Linked DNA regions of Sus scrofa: region 2 is linked to region 1. Evidence: chromatin contacts called from public HiChIP or PLAC-seq data. All regions are on one chromosome and are shown on one strand. Each heading gives the region's core, a stretch centred on a gene start, on an enhancer-like site or on the middle of the called end of the contact. The rest is flanking DNA. Distances are from core to core; before and after follow the strand shown. Region 1 has its middle 24 kb from the start of TRNAE-UUC. Region 2 overlaps RERE (arginine-glutamic acid dipeptide repeats protein).

Region 1 (2,846 bases), core at 74-2,573:
GATGCCTGGCCCAGGAAGTTCTGCATACTGAGGATAGGGCCAAAGAAACCCCCATAAAATGTGATGGAAGAAAATGGCCCAGACCTGAAGACAGACAGAGATCTCCATGAGGACAGGGGCCTGAGATGTCAAGTGATTCACTTGGAAATAAGACATACCTACAGATGGCTAAAAAACCCATGAAAAGATACATGGCTAATTATTAGAGACATGCAAATCCAAACTACAGCGAGGTATTCCCCTGCACCAGTCAGCATGGACACCATAACATATTCGGGTTAACATATACACACGCGCTACTACATGTAAACTAGATAATCAATAAGAACCCACTCTCTACAGCAGTCACCTCTACTCAATATTCCGTAATGACGCCTGTGGGGAAAGCCTCTGACAAAGAACAAGCGTGTGAATATGCACAGCGGAATCACCCTGCTGTGCATCTGAAACCAATACGACGTTGCAAATCAACTAACTCCAATGCAAAGGAAAATAACTATTTTTGGAGCTCCCGTCGTGGCTCAGTGGTTGGCGAATCCAACTGGGAGCCGTGAGGTTGTGGGTTCGGTCTCTGGCCTTGCTCAGTGGGTTGAGGATCCGGCGTTGCCGTGAGCTGTGGTGTGGGTTGCAGATGTGGCTGGGATCCCGTGTTGCTGTGGCTCTGGCGTAAGCGGGTGGCTGCAGTTCCGATTCCACCCCTAGCCTGGGAACCTCCATGTGCCACAGGAATGGCCCAAGAAAATGGCAAAAAAAAAAGAGATAAAAATAAATAAATAAATGACTTTTTTAAAAAAGACACACCCAGACACATTTCCCCAAACTTCAGAATACCCATGGAGGTGCAGGTTCGATACCCAGCCGGGGCTGGTGGGTGGCGTATCCAGCATGGCAGAAATGGCTGTGTAGGTGGCAGCAGCAGCTTGGATTCAGTCCCTCGTCCAGAACATCTGTGTGCCCCAGGTGCAGCCATAAAAAAAGACAACGAAAAGAATCCTTCCCAAAGGAAAACACGCAGAAAGGTACCTACAAAGACATAAGACTTAAGTGGGCCCCAACCACACAGGAGGCTGGAAGGAAGTGGAGCAATATCATTACAGTTCTAAGAAAAACATGACTTTGAACTCAGAGGCCTGTGCTTAGCCAAATTAGCCTTGAAGTGAAAGGTCAGAATGAAATATTTGGGGAAGCCTGTCACTGTCGGATGTGCCCTCTGAAGGGATTTCTCAAGGATTGCGACATAGCAAGACACAAGGATCCAAGCAGGAGGAAGTTCTGGTTTCCAAGGGGTACGAACAGCAGCCATTACCACTCAGAGTCAAGTTTAAATAATATGTATGCATTTTTATGCGTCACTGGAACAGTAATAATAACAGAGAACGAAGATCCCGGATTAATTCAAAGAGAAAGAGAATGAGGAAGGAAGGAAGTGGATGTTGACTAAGTCTCTGTCCTTTTGGAGGAGAGGATAGAGGTGATTCATTCTGGAGGTGATTGCGTCCTATTAAGTGTACATTCAAAATCTCGAAGATAAATTCTGCTTCGGGTAACAGCACAGAAGATTGTGCCAGATTAATCATCCTGCCTGTGGCAATTAGAAACTCAGGAAAGGAGTTCCCATGGTGGCTCAGTGAGTTAAGAACCTGACTAGTATCTGTGAGGACTTGGGTTTGATCCGTGGCCTCACGCAGTGGGTTAAGGATCTGGTGTTGCTGAGCGTGTCATGTAGGTCACAGAAGCAGCTTGGATCTGGCGTTGCTGTGGCTGTGCTGTAGGTTGGCAGCTACAGCTCCTATTTGACTCCCAGCCTGGGAACTTCCACATGCAGTGGGTGTGGCCCTCAAAAGAGAAGGAAAAAAAAAAAAAAAAAAAACTCAGGAAAAATATTAAAAAAACTTCTATGTGAAGTGCTGGAGAGCAACCTTCTCTGGAAGGAAGGAAAATAGGGGCGACCCACGAATCACCAGCTTTCCCCTGAGAATGGATGCTCCTTAACCCTCTCGGCACACAAGAAATAGGGTTCGAACAGAAAGCAGCTGTCTTGTGGAGCTGAAAAGTCAGAAGTTGGATTTCAGGGCTGTCAGAGTGGCTGGGAGGTGAGGGAGGGCAGATCCTGAAAGGAGGAAGCCCCCCAAATCTGTGTACAAACACCCCTTCAATCCTCAGCTGACTCCTAAACTGGGTGTGTCCAGGTGTCATCTCCCAGGAGCTGTCACTCCTGAAAGTGACAAGTGGAAGAGCAAAGGACTGAGCAAAGATTTGAGCAGCTGCCCAGCTGTGGACAGAGTTTGGAATTCAAGTCCAGTCAAGTTCAAGGTGCTTGGTAAACCCCTGGGGCTTTCTACTAAAACCCCAGAAGGGCTACATTTCAGAAGCAAGGCCCACATCCCAGGCTGAGGGCAAAAACTGAAATAAACCTACTCTAAAAAGCCTAGAACTGAGCCACCACAGAATCAAAGTTACCTGCCAGTAATTTAACTGCCTTCTAGAACCAAGTTCATCACTTTTCAGGGGAAGATGACAGAGTCCATTGTGCTAGAGTCTATCAAACATAATGTTCAGCATAGGATCAAAATTTACAAGACGTGCAAAGAAGCAGGAGAGGCATCCCATAATCAAGAGAAAAAAGCAGTCATAGAAGCAGACCCTCAGAAAAGCCGGATGCCAGGATTAGCAAAGTCTCAAATACAATGACTATAAATATGTCAAAAATTTGACAGAAAAAGGAGTTCCCATCGTGGCTCAGCAGTAACGAACCCAACTAGCATCCATGAGGACATGGGTTCAATCCCTGGCTTCGCTCAGTGGGTGAAGGATCCAGTGTTGCTGTGCACTGTGGTGTAGGTTGC
Region 2 (2,820 bases), core at 226-2,725, 300 kb before region 1:
CTGTTTCTGCTGTCGTGTGCAGCGGTCACGTCCGAGAGAGGTCAGCGAGCACGAGATGACGCCCACGGGTCAGTGGACAGGCTGCGTGTCCCGCGCCAAGCCTCAGAGGGGGTGGGAGGAGAGGCTGGCGCTTTGAGCCAGAAACCAGCAGGTCTTAGGTCAGATTCAGGTTCTGGATTCAAACCCGCACCAAGGGCATTCCCAGCGTCTATCAGAACCGGGTTTGGTTTCAGTTGGGACAGATGGAGGGTTGTTTTGTCTGTTGAAACTGTTTGTAGTTTTTTTCCTTTCGTTCTCTCTCATTCCATTTCTGCCTTAATTTTGGCTCCGTGGCGGGGAGGCAAGCCCAAACCAACACTTTGTCATCGCTGTAGTGGTCGCGTTGTGCCCCCGGGGCCAGTGACGTGCCATTGGGGTGGGCTCTGAGCCAGACTCCTGCCCGGCACCCCGCCTGCCCACCTGCCCCATTTCCCTTGCCCTCGCGGTAGAGCCTGCGGCCTGCCAACCAGTTAAACCTTCTTCAGCTCCTCTCTCGATCATCCGTCTTTCCAAAGAAGAGAGAGGGACATACTTTGAAGTCTGTACTTGAAAACCGTCTGAAGGTGTTTTCTCCCCACTCCCCAGGTGAAGCACTGAGACTCTTCCACCCCCCCGGCCCCCGCCCCCCGCCCCCGGTCCGCTGCCGTGTGTTTAGGAGGCCCCAGACCTTCACGGTGTCTTCGAGGCCCGACCCCTGGGTTTCCTTTGGGGTTTCCTTCCTTCGTTTGGAGTTGGGTTTTGCTTTTCTGTGTTTTCTATGTATCTTGTTCAATGTGTCGAGGTGGAGCTTCACTGCAGCAGGAGCAGAGCAGAGTGTACATTCTGATTTGCTACGTTTATATATATCTTGAAGCTAAATGTATATATGAGTAGTTTGCCATGAGATAACACAGTGTAAACAGTAGACACCCAGAAATTGTGACTTCTGTGTTCTCTCCATTTGAGTATTTTGTAATTTTTTTGAAATATTTGTGGACATAAATAAAATGAAGCTACACTACAAGGAGCTGAGTGCTTTCCTGTGGACTCTGTCTCCCTTCTGGGGGAGGGGGTGGGGGTGGGGAGAGTAGTATCCTTACCTGGGCTGGGGGAGGGGGTGGGGGTGGGGAAGGGGTATCCCTACCTGGGCTGGGGCCAGCACACTGTCTACCTTCCAGAGCAGGGTCTGGGGAGAGGGTTTCCCTAGACCTGCACTTGCTCTCAGGACCTGCAATGGCTCCCCAGGCAGCAGAATGGGCCCTGGGGGAGCTGGTGGCACTGGGGCCAGAAACACCCTCCCAGGGGTTTGGGCTTGTGGCCCCTCTGCGCGGGTTGGGTCTGAGCCGCCAACCAGTTCAGCGGCCTCCTGCTCCCCTGCCTTGTCCCCTCCCCAGCCCCTCTGCAGGAATCTTCCCACTGACTGTGCACCAGGTGCCCTGCAGGGTGTGGATGTGGCCACGAGGGGGCAGCAGTCACCAGGGTGGGTGCGGGCTGTGGTTTCAGGCTGAAGCTTCAGGACAGTCCCTGGAACGCACACGCTCCCCTTTTGTCCGGGGAAAGGGCCGTGGGTCTCCAGACGTTTTCAGAGATGGCGCAAGAGCAACCCAGAGCCCTTCTTATTGGTAAACTGCCCTCAGGCTGGGTGGGGTCTGCCTTGGGGGACAGCTCGCGGTGGGAACTACCCAATCTAGGCACGAGAAGGCTCTGCCGGCCAGAAGGACCCAAGTGGTGTACGCTGCAGTGGCCCTGGGAACCCTGCTGGCTGTTGGGTGGCTGGGGACCAAAGGAGGGGCCTGCAGATGCCGTGGGAGGCACGCCTGACTTGTCCCGGCTCACGGGTGAGGAGGGGGCGGGAGGCAGCAAAGGGCTGAGTGGGTGGAATCCAGTCTCTGCTGGTACCTGTCTAGACCGAGCTCTTCATGAAACTGCGGTTTTTATAGGCATAGGTTCACGCAGTAGACCTTTCAAGGCTGAATGATGGGATGTAAATTCTCATAGGTTGATGCCGCAGAGCAGAGCTGCACAGGTTGTAATAGTTTGTCAGCTGTGGACCACTGTGGCTCTGTGGCCATTGTCCCCAGCCTGCCGTGCCCCCAAGGCGGGGTCCCTGCTGCGACGGACAGACCTGGATTGAGCTGGGGAAAGGGGCAGCTGCCTCATAGCTGGGCCCCAGCCGGGGTCTCGGCTCCGCTGCTCTCCAGGTGAACCGACCCAGGTGCCCCTCTCCCCGTGGTGCTGTGTGTGGTCCTCAGCCCGGGCATGCTGGCTCCACTGCTGTGGGGACCCGGAAAATGGCACGTGCAGGGCCGGGTGTGCAGCCACCACACGACTTTGTGGTACCCAGTACATTCCCGGTGAGCAGGGCAAGGCGGCCCCCCAGGGAAATCAAGGTCACTTATCCATGGGGTAAGGACGCACAGCAGAGATTGGCCGTGACTTTCCAGGTACACATCGAATTCTAGGACCTCCCAGCCCATGTGTGGGCACGTGATGCTCAGGCCCCTCCTCCCAGCCGGCAGCCCTCTGCCAACCTCAGACCTTAACTCCAGGTGGTGCCCACTCAGGGTCAGGCCTCCCCCGGGGCTCACCACCCCTACACCCGCTGGGTTATCCGGCCTCCATTGTCAGCCCTGGGGGGCCTCGTTATCCAGATGTCCTCTCTCTGTGTCCTCCCTGGGTTCCCAGCTGCCCCAGCGAGCATCTTCGTAATTGTCTCCTGGCGTGACAGGGGGCCGAGCTGCGGAAGCTGCCTCTGCAGCCCCCTGACCTGGCTCTGTGCCCTCGTGGACACCCGCTCCCCCA

The links. HiChIP or PLAC-seq counts read pairs in DNA pulled down with a chosen protein or histone mark.
Region 2: a contact with region 1 is called in an H3K27ac HiChIP or PLAC-seq map of alveolar macrophages. The contact joins two enhancer-like sites. A contact is called at or near these places in 4 of 47 Hi-C or Micro-C datasets (embryonic fibroblasts, liver and skeletal muscle) and 1 of 2 datasets of contacts at active chromatin or transcription factors (alveolar macrophages).

What each region holds. Positions count from the first base shown.
Region 1 is chr6:68,654,893-68,657,738 of Sscrofa11.1, reverse strand. No RefSeq gene overlaps it. Among named protein-coding and RNA genes, the nearest start is that of TRNAE-UUC, 24 kb to the right of the region's middle. Within about 2 kb of position 1,323, at least 6 of the 83 cell types and tissues checked have an H3K27ac peak or open chromatin away from gene starts, as enhancers often do. A contact at or near this core is called in alveolar macrophages, where this site is marked.
Region 2 is chr6:68,952,991-68,955,810 of Sscrofa11.1, reverse strand. RERE (arginine-glutamic acid dipeptide repeats protein) reads left to right here. Exons shown (of 24, transcript XM_021095277.1): 24 at 1-1,045. Among named protein-coding and RNA genes, the nearest start is that of SLC45A1, 20 kb to the right of the region's middle. Within about 2 kb of position 1,475, at least 5 of the 83 cell types and tissues checked have an H3K27ac peak or open chromatin away from gene starts, as enhancers often do. A contact at or near this core is called in alveolar macrophages, where this site is marked.